2 separate regions of the Canis lupus genome follow, and region 1 is linked to region 2. A link is a contact called in public Hi-C data. All regions are on one chromosome and are shown on one strand. The core of a region is the stretch at or near the end of the contact, and the rest is flanking DNA. Distances in the headings are between cores, read along the strand shown.

The links. Hi-C and Micro-C count contacts between places; a contact is called where the count stands out from the background.
Region 1: a Hi-C map of skin fibroblasts shows a contact between it and region 2, with 2.8 times the contacts expected there. The contact joins two enhancer-like sites. A contact is called at or near these places in 5 of 9 Hi-C or Micro-C datasets (amygdala, blood, liver and 1 more).

What each region holds. Positions count from the first base shown.
Region 1 is chr3:13,097,239-13,102,272 of UU_Cfam_GSD_1.0, forward strand. All of the region lies in intron 5 of LOC111095126 (a long non-coding RNA gene), which reads right to left. Among named protein-coding and RNA genes, the nearest start is that of CAST, 29 kb to the left of the region's middle. Within about 2 kb of position 3,208, at least 5 of the 20 cell types and tissues checked have an H3K27ac peak or open chromatin away from gene starts, as enhancers often do.
Region 2 is chr3:13,007,552-13,012,951 of UU_Cfam_GSD_1.0, forward strand. It overlaps CAST (calpastatin), which reads right to left. Exons shown (of 31, transcript XM_038532284.1): 5 at 1,507-1,572; 6 at 789-830. Among named protein-coding and RNA genes, the nearest start is that of CAST, 60 kb to the right of the region's middle. Within about 2 kb of position 3,265, at least 3 of the 20 cell types and tissues checked have an H3K27ac peak or open chromatin away from gene starts, as enhancers often do.

The sequences.
Region 1 (5,034 bases), core at 1,958-4,457, 90 kb after region 2:
TTATGTGCGGAAAGCATGCCATATACTGAAAAAGAGGAAGAAGAGGAGAACTAACATGTTGAACATTTATTTGGCAGGGACTTTAAGTTCATAATTTCACATAATATTCATGGATTTCCTCCTGTTCTTCAAGTTTAACTAGCCACTAAGTCCCAAGAATTCTGAAGTCCTAACACCTCTCACATCTTTTCCTTCTTTTCCATTTCCTCATATATTTATCGTACTAGACTCACTTCCTCACAACTATACTGCAGCAAGTTCCTGGCAGAAACTCTCTAGACCTACATCTCCCCAGCCCAAATCACTTATCGATCTTCTTTCAACATCAGTGTAATCATCCTTATGGTGCTACTACTCCCCTTCATATGGAGAGGGAAATACCAGCTCTAGTCTCCATTCCACCTGTCTCTCCAGCCTCATTCCCTACCCCTCTCTCTCCCTGGCATTCCTAACTGATATTCTCAGTCTTATTGAAAACCCTCAGTGGTGGCAATTATTTCTTTCTTTATCTATTCCATAAACATTTACAGGGCCCCTACTTTGTGAGTGTCTCGAAGTAAGTCTTAGGGACAAAAAAAAAAAAAAGATAAATAGAACACAGTCTCTGTCCACAAGTAGGAGAAATTAACATTATACAGATTTGGGCCTTTTGGTATGTTGTGGTGAGTATTAATAATAGAGATATCTGCCTGGCGGAGGGAGAACATTGAGTGAAGACTTATCAGACTTCACTTGGGGGAAGTGAAGGTCAGGGAAAGTTTCACATAAGAGAAAATGCCTCCTCTGAAAATCAAGAAAACAATTCCATTTATAATAACATCAGAAGAAAAACACTTAAGAAAAAATCTAACCAAAGAACTATAAAGCTCATATACTTAAAACTATAAAACATTGTTAAAAGAAATTAAAGATCTAAATAAATGAAAAGATAGCCCGTGTTTATGTATTGGAGGATTTACTATTATTGTTAGGGCAATACTACTGAAACTGATCTATAGGTTTGATGCAATCCCTCTGAAATTTCCAGCTGCAAGGGACACAGAATAGTCAAAAGAATTTGAAAAAGAACACCACAGTTGAAGGACTCATATCTCCCAATTTCAAACTGACAAGTCTACAGTAATCAAGAAAATGTGGCACTGGTGTGCAGATAGAAATATGGACCAATGGAAGAGAACTGAGAGTTCTGAAGTAACCCCATACATTTATGGTCAACTGCTTTTGACAAGATTGACAAGGACATTCAATGGGAGAAAGAACAGTCTTTTTTTTTTTTTTTTAACAAGTGGTTATGAACAACTGAGGATCTACATGCAAAAGAATGCATGTGTACTTCTTTCTCACACTATGGAAATGCAAAACCATGATATTTCTCCCCACCCACAAGGATGTCTGTAATATTTTTTTTAAAAAGGCATTAGCAAGTATTGGCAAGGATGTGGAGAAATTGAAATACTCATACACTGCTATGGGGATTTAAAATGATGCAGCTTCTGTGAAAAACATCTTAGCAGCTCCTCAAAATTTTATTTTATTTTATTTTATTTTATTTTATTTTTTTTTATGATAGTCACACAGAGAGAGAGAGAGAGAGAGAGAGGCAGAGACATAGGCAGAGGGAGAAGCAGGCTCCATGCACCGGGAGCCCGACGTGGGATTCGATCCCGGATCTCCAGGATCGCGCCCTGGGCCAAAGGCAGGCGCCAAACCGCTGCGCCACCCAGGGATCCCAGCTCCTCAAAATTTTAAATATAGAATTACCATACGACCTAATAATAATATATATTTAGCAATTCCATTCCTAAATATATACCTGAGAAAATGAAGACAGGTATTAACAGATGTTCGCTTGTATACAGTGTTCAAAGCAGCATTATTCACAATAGTCAAGAAGTAGAAACAATCCAAATGTCTATCAGCTGATGAATAGATAAGCAAAATTTGTATATATACACACTAGAATATTATTTAGCCGTAAAGAAAAGTAAAGTATGGGTCCATGCTGCAATAAACATGAACCTTGAAAACATTATACTAAGTAAAAGAAGCCAGACACAAAAAGTCACAGATTGTATGATTGTAATTCTATGAATGTCCAGAATAGGCAAATCCATGGAGAGAGAAGGTAGATGAGTGGTCACCCGGGGGGGGTGAGGGTGGAGGAGAACTGAGACTCACTGGGAATAGGTACTAGTGTTCTTTTTCGAGTAGTGAAAATGTTCTAGAATTAGATCATGGTGATGTTTAGAATATGCAAAATATAGCGAATATACTAAACCCCACAAAACAAATACTTTAAAATAGTGAATTTTATGTCATGTGAGGCTAATCTCATTTTTTAGAAATGCTATTAAAATAAAAGATGCTTTAAGAAAACCTTGAAGCAGGGAAAGGCTCTAAGAGTGGAAAGTGGAGAAATAAATTCTGGGCAGAGGGTATCAAATGTACAACAGCAGAGCCACGAAGCCATATATTTAGCTCAGGACACTACAAGTGATTACAAAACCACACAAACCCAACCCAGAAAATCAGTTGTAGGTTGAAACAAACGAAACTTATAAAGCTTTTTTTCGTAAGTCAATATGACACTTCATCTCTTGTGTGATTAAAAGATGATTTTCTTCCCTCCTACATATTGCTCCTCATCTTGGAATTGATCAATAAACGAGGGATGCGTGGGTATCATCTCTCTGCCTGGAAGGCTGTCTCCCTGACTCTCTATGGATCATGCTTCCTTTTTTTTTTGGATCATGCTTTCTTATTTTTCAGTCCCAACTTAAGTGTCTTTTTCTGGAGAGGCCTTTCCTGACCCTACCATCTAAGTAGATTCCCACTTTTCACCTTTGTTTTCTATCACTGCTTCCTGTTAGTATCCTGTACAGGCAATTATGTTCACTTGCTGGTTGTTTGGACTTTTTAAAAGGAGATTTATTAACAAGGGGTGGTGGAAAGGGAGCTGGGCAGGGGGTAGGGGAGACTGGGTGATGGGCACTGAGGGGGGCACTTGATGGGATGAGCACTAGGTGTTATGCTATATGTTGGCATATCGAACTCCAATAAAAATATATATACAAAAAAATTAAAAAAATAAAAGGAGATTTATTTATTTATTTTAGGAGAGGGAGGGGCAGAGGGAGAGTGGGAGAGAATCTCAAGTGGACTCCACATGGAGCGTGGTGCCTGATGCAGGGCTCAATCCCACAACCCTGAGATCAAGACCTGAGCCGAAACCAAGACTCGGACGTTTAACCAACTGCACCACCCAGGTGCCCCTTGGCTTGTTGGATTTTTATTTCTCACCCTAGACAGTAATCTCTGAGGATAGGGAACATGATTGTTTTATTCAGTGGTATGTCCCCAGTGCTAGGACAGTGCTCCATAAATATGAGTCAAAAGCAGGAAGATGTGATAGGTAGATCAGACCTCCTCAGGTTACAGGCCCAGAGAGGCCTGGCACTGCCTCCTTGTTCTGAAGCACAATATCCCAGGCTTAGCTGGTCTAGGGCTTGGCTGTGCTTTAACTCTGTGTTTGCAAAATTTATAGCACTTGATAGCAAAGAAATTCATCCCTGCCAGAGTCAACACCAATAAGTGCTGTGACTCATGGCTCAGCCTGTGTTAGTCAAGGTTGGGCAGGATGGGCCCAGGAGGGCATTCTCTAAGGTAGCAGAGGACTGGGTTTTAAAGTTGGGAAGTGAGCAAACACACGCTGCTTGAGTGGGAGGCTCATGGGAGGTGTGTTGGGAGACAAGGTTGGAAGGCAAAGCTGAGGTACCAGTTAGAGTGAAATCTAACTCTAGAGCAACCCTCCTATGTAGCTCTGTGTGAACTCTCCGACAGAAACTGGGCAAAGGGTCAGCACGCACTTCTGAGGAAGGTGTGATGCTTTTAGTTATAGGCTTGATTCTCTGAAGGAGATGCTGAGGCATTGTGTGTGGTGTGGGATATTTATAAGGAGTAGCGCTTGTGGACAGAAGAAGGCTTGAGCAGTGGGAGAAACTGGCCTGCAGTGGAAGCTTGGCAAAGCCTTGGCCAAGCCAGGGGGCGTTCTTGGAAGAGAAATGTCAGGCAGCGTTGTCACATATCCTGCTAAATGGTGGGGCCTTTCTTACAACCCCTTCCTGCCATTCAGTGGCCACGTACAAGGCTGCCCAGGTAAAGCGATTCTCTGCAGCTGAGGTTCCTGAGTGGAGCTGACAGCTGGAGGCTCCTGTTGACCACTCTCTGCAGCGGGGAGCGGGCCCTGGCCTGGAGGGGCCATAGCTCCCACCACATGAGCCCCCTTAACGTTGGTGGTCCTGTGGAACAGGGCTTCTTCCTTTCCTTGCTTCCCTTCACTGCAGACATTGCCCAAAGGCTAGTTTTCCCTCATATCTTAGCCCATAAGAAATATTATCATTTTCCTTCCTCATGAAACAATAAGTAGGAAGCAGCAGGACTACTTGATCTTAACTCTTGATAAGAGGTTGTCAGGCCAAAGATTACATTTCTCCACCCGTTTCACCTTGGTTTGGTTTTTGAAATACAAATTTGTGGTTTTTGATTTTTCAAATCATTTAGACTTTCAAAACCAATGTCGAAGACATTTGGCTGGACATTATTCTCAAAGACAGAATAATGCTTCTCCATTTGGCTGGAAGCTGTTTAATTCTACCTTTAATGTTACTATATTCAAGGAAAGAGAAATAAAAAAAGGAAGGGGGAAATGAACTTCCCCGAAGCCCAGTATCAGGCTCTGGAGTTGATTTTTCCATGTTATATGTCATTCAGTGAGGAGGAACTGGCTTTCAAAGATAGGTCACTGATTTCGAGGACTCAAAGACACTTGCCCATCTCTTATGCCGAGGGGCAAGGCATTATTTGTTATAAATGCTAAATTCCTCTGTGTCCTTCAGGGGAGAGATACGCAGTACAGAATTCAAGTTCACCAAAACTTTTTTTTTCCTTCAAGATTGTGACTTTAGGTCTTTTAATTTCTTATATCAAATTTAGAATCCACTTGCCAATGTCTACCAAAAAAAGTCTGCTGGGGTT
Region 2 (5,400 bases), core at 2,015-4,514:
TCAGTCTAGACAGCCATGAGTCAGAGAAGGCATTCCCAAGGGAAAGCAGGAGCTGTCTCCTGAGAAACTGATAACCAGTTCTATAAACTGAGATAAGACTGTTAAGATAGGGCAGCCCTGGTGGCTCAGTGGTTTAGCACCACCTTCAGGCAAGGGCACGATCCTGGAGACCCAGGATTGAGTCCCAGGTCAGGCTCCTTGCATGGAGCCTGCTTCTCCCTCTGCCTGTGTCTCTCTCTCTCCCTCTCTGTGTCTCTCATGAATAAATAAATAAAATCTTTTTTTAAAAAAATAAAAAAGACTGTTAAGATAAACCTGCAGGCCTCTTAGGAAAGGCTCACATCTGTAAGGTATGTAGGTGCTGGGTTCAAAACACACATTTATTCTTGATGTCCTATCTTTAAAGTAATTGGACACTCGTTACCTTTTGTCCTTTCTCTTTCATTTTTGCTGGTTTTTTTTTAACAGTTACTTCACCAGTAACAAAAATCTAGATTTGAACAAAATGCCTTCTGAAATATACTGTTCTCATGTATAAAATAGTAAACACTCATTTTAGCCATGTATACTTATTGTAATTATTGTGTACTTATTGTAATTATTCACTTATACTCTATATAACCATATTTTAAAAGATAATACAAAATTAATTAAATTAGCTGAAAAAAATATCCTTTTCTCATTCAGTAGCACCAACAGAGGAAATGGGTTATTCATTATTATTATTATTATTATTATTATTATTATTAAGAATCCAAAGAACTCACTAGTTGACTTAAATCACTTACCTTAGTTGATTGTGACTTCTTTTCAGGTTCTGTTTTTGCAGCCTAAACTCAGAAAAATACAGAAAGAAGAGAGGGAAGGAATTAAGAAAGGCAAAAAATACACATAGTATACAAGGCTTAACATGGATTTTCTTCAATTAAGCAAGTGCAAAGAAGATGACTTTGATGTACATATAAACTTTATGAGTTCAGTTTATTATACTTTTCTTGAAATTTTAACTCTTTAGATAAACACTTAAGCAACCTAATATTTTGCTCTCACTTTTAGACAGCAATTTACAGCTTACTTTTGTTATGTGTATCAAAGGTACGAAAACACTTATTGCTACAAACATTGTAGCTAATATATTAGCTAATATATAAATAAACATTGTAGCTAATATATAAGCTAATATATATTATATATAATATAAATATATACAAATCCTCATCCTTCAAAGGCAAAGACATACACCTTGGAGTGAAATACCACGGGTTTTGGCTGCCAAAGTGAAACTATGGTGAAAACAATGGGATGGTGACAGAGCCAAGAGTACAGAAAGCAGAGACATTTAATTTTAGCGCCAGAATTTCAGTGATGGGTCACTAAGGTCTACCAGAAAGTCTGTGATGGGTGAGAGTTACCGAAGATCTGGAACTACAATTATTAGCGTGCGCTGAGCAGCTGACGTGGCCATTAGCAAACAGAAATATCCCCTAGTACAGTGAACCACATCACCTGTTTTTTGTGTCTTTTCTTGTTAGGAGAATGCTGTCCTCCCGTCTGTTTGCTGACTGGAATAGCCTAATACAAGAGCACAGCCCCAAGTGTGATTTTATTTTATCTGACAATCAAGTAAATAACATATATCACAGGGCTCAATGTTTATATCAAGTCCCCTTCTACTCACCTACTGCCATCTATCTACTCCAGCATATGTATGTTAACTCCAAGAAGTTGCAGACGCTAAAATTGTAAAGGCTCAAGCAAATATTGCAATTTGGACTTTTTTTTTGACCGTGTAAGAATCTGCAAGATTACCAGTAATATAACTAACTTCTGACCCCTTTCCTTCACCTTCTCTGTGTACCGGCTGCTTGGGCCATTATTTTGCACCTTTATGTCTAACATTTGGTTATGATCAAATCAACAGTCGCTAGTGTTGCCAAAAGTTCTCTGAAATGTTGTCAATATGGTGTTACACAACAATCCTGTAAATAGCATATAGATTTTTGTTGTTGTTGTTACATGATACAATCTAAATTTCTAGGAATGTTTCAGAAGAGCTGGTTGTGGGGCACCTGGATGCCTGAGTCAGTTAAACTTCTGACTCTTGATTTCAGCACAGGTCATGTTATCAGAGTCCAGGGATTGAGCCCCGCAATCAGGCTCTACACTGAACACTGAGCCTGCTTGAGATTCTTTCTCTCCTTCTCCCTCTGCTCTCCTCCAGCTTGTACTTGCTCTCTATTAAAAAAAAAAAAAAAAAAAAAAAAAAAAAAGGAAGATGAGGAAGAGTTGGCTCTGACTCAGGCCCTTTACTGGAGCATTTTACACAGTTTTATCCAACCAAAGGTCATCTGTATCAAAAAACACAATTCCTTCAGTACATACATGAATTCTTGGTACAGGCAAGATATGAAAACTGGAATAAAACTGGAACATTTTTTAACTTTTCAGAGTCAAAGATGAAAAATTAGGCCTAACGCCTCCCACCATTTCTTTCCCTTTTATCTATTTGCTGCTATTAACCTCAACTCCTGTTTTCTATTCTATTATCTACAAAAGCCAACACCAAATATCTTCTTAATTTATCATGTCTTGTGCTTCAGCCATCAAGATACATACATTCCTCCCATAATGGACCCTCGTTTTACCAACACACTGTTTTGGGAAGGAAACAAAGTTCATAATCACAGAAACATTTTTAAATAAATTTTATATTTTGGATCCTTTCATACTCTATCTTTGTTAGTTTCTGTTATCTGCTACTATGCTTTTTTGAACTTACGCATATGCAATTTAGTAAATGATTAAGAAGGAAAATAAGCTACCCGGTATTGCAGTGGTTTGGATCTATTAATAGCTTCTACTCTAATTTGGCAATCAAGATCTTGCATGGAAGAAATCGACAGAATGATTAAGAATTCACACTCACACATGCAAGCAGCTTATAATGGCATATTTTCATTAGTCGCTAATACATTACCTAAATTTATTTTTGCTGAAGGTGGTGGGGCTTAACACAACAGTGATGATGATAATAACCAATGTTTATTGATGATCTTTTAGTATCAGGGACTGTTGTAAACTTCACATGTGCCAACTCATTTAGTCCTCATAATAATTCTATGAGACGTGCATCATCTTCACCATCATTCCCACTTTGTGGATGAGAAACTGAGGCACACACAAGTTAGCTTCCCAAGGACATCCAGGGTGGAGCTGGGGTTTTGGGTGCTCAATCACTTCAGTGCACTTGTCTCTCCAGTACTAGCCAGCTCCTACTGGGCACCTGCTGGGAGACAGGCACTATCTAATACCCTTTCATGTTTGTGTTCTTATACAGTCTTGTGAAATAAGTACTATGATCCAAACTGTACAAATAAGGAAACCAAAGCAAAGGGGAGTTTCCAAATACCATGGCTGGTATGAAATGAGATTCCAAACCAGGCCATCTGGCTGCATGGTTCCTACTATATCGTCTTGCAGGGGTCACACCCTGAGTAGAAATGATTTGACCTTCCATTTTAACCACAGCACTGTGATCCCCCATTATAATGTGCCAGGGGAGGGACGCCTGGGTGGCTCAGCAGTTGAGCGTCTGCCTTTGGCTCAGGGCATGATCCCAGGTCCGCGGATCAAGTCCCACATCGGGCTCCCTGTGAGGAGCTTGCTTCTCCCTCTGCCTGTGTTTCTGCCCCTCTCTGTGTCTCTCATGAATAAATAAATAAAATCTTTAAAAAAAATAATAATGTGCCAGGGGCAAGAGAGGTTGGACTTAGATCTAGACATATCACCCCCCTTCGGAAGTAGATAGACTTTTATTTGAAAGATGTAGAGTAAGACAAGAATTTGGTATAGGAGCTATCATGAAATAACATCTTTTGTCTAAAAGCTTAAAATATTTGAAGAAATATGCTCAAATTCACAAAAATCAAGAGAAGGCCAGGATAAATGTTATGACCCAAACATCAGAAGTACATGAATCTAATTAATGAGAACAGTGTGACTGAAATCCACCCAGCAAAGAGTTGATGCCAGAAGTGGTCCTGAGGCAGCCATTGGTGATATTTTGTCATCAAGACATTTATTCTTCTCCCTCCCTCTTGCCTCCTACCTTCTTCTCTCTCCTCCTATCCTCCAGTTCTGGAGAACTGCCAGGAATTCTCATTATTATTGTTTAGCAATGGCTGAAGGGTTTGTGGACACTTGCTATGGAAAACAGGGCACATCTACAATAAACATTGGTCCTTGAGCACAGAGAGAGTCAGGGGCAAAGGATTAGAGCCAGGCAATGGATCAAATGAGAGCCACAATAATAAAGAGAAAAGCTTAGATTTGTGGCTTTCCTTTCTTTGCTTTTCATGGACTCTGAGTTCAATGATAATTTGTTTTTGGTTGATGCTTCTCCTACGGTCTTAAAATCATTTTAAGACCGAGATCAGATTTTTAAAAATATTTTAAGATTAAACTTGGTCTAAGTAAGTAGTGACAACTAATAGATGAAGGAAGGCTCAAGTCATGCATATTTTGAAAACAAAAAAAAAATTCATGTAAATGTAAAATACTAAATAACAATTTTAGGTTAAAAACTTTTCAATTAAGATGAAAGCTAGATGACATTTATAAGAGATCTGACAGTGTATTTCAAGATATTTGCAATGTCCTTTAAAAACAGTTCAACATGAGACCAGAGGATATCCCAACAGCACCAAAGTACAAGTGCCAGTACCAAATTATGGCATTGGATCCCACCACAGGCTAGCAAGACAGAAAGCAAATCATGCCAGTGATTTTAAACAAGGGCAACTTAATAATAGAGCTGGGCTAACTCTTGAAAACACTCAAGAATATTGGCTCATAAAAATTAGTTGAGAGCATCTCGATAATGTTCCTGCTTTAATTCACCACCCCCAGAAGAATCCCAAGAAACGGCTTGATACTTGGTCACTAAGGGAGAGGATTGAGGCAGCTTCAGGCAACTCTTCAGAACTAGGTCTACTCTTTGTGACCACTACATTGGACAACATTCTTTTATTTTTTCTTCTGAAATCCCAAGAAATAACTATTAGAATAAATCCCATATAGAGCTCTGAAGGTTTATCAGTAAGCCCTTGCCCTCCAGGACTAAAATTTCACAAAGAAATTTGAGGAAGTATCCAAAGTAACAGTTTCTGTGTCACTTGTCGCTTAGAGTAAACTTAGTATAAACTTTCTCTTTCTTACATTGAGTTTTAAATGGCTGTGATAATAAAACCATTTTATAAAAAGTTAAGAATGCATATTTTTCGCGAGATCCAGAGAAATGCACTTAGATCATATCATTACACTCCAAGTCTAGGACCAAAAAAAAAAAAAAAAAAAAAAAAAAATCTTTGGAGGACTCCTCTTTTCTAGATACTCTAAAAC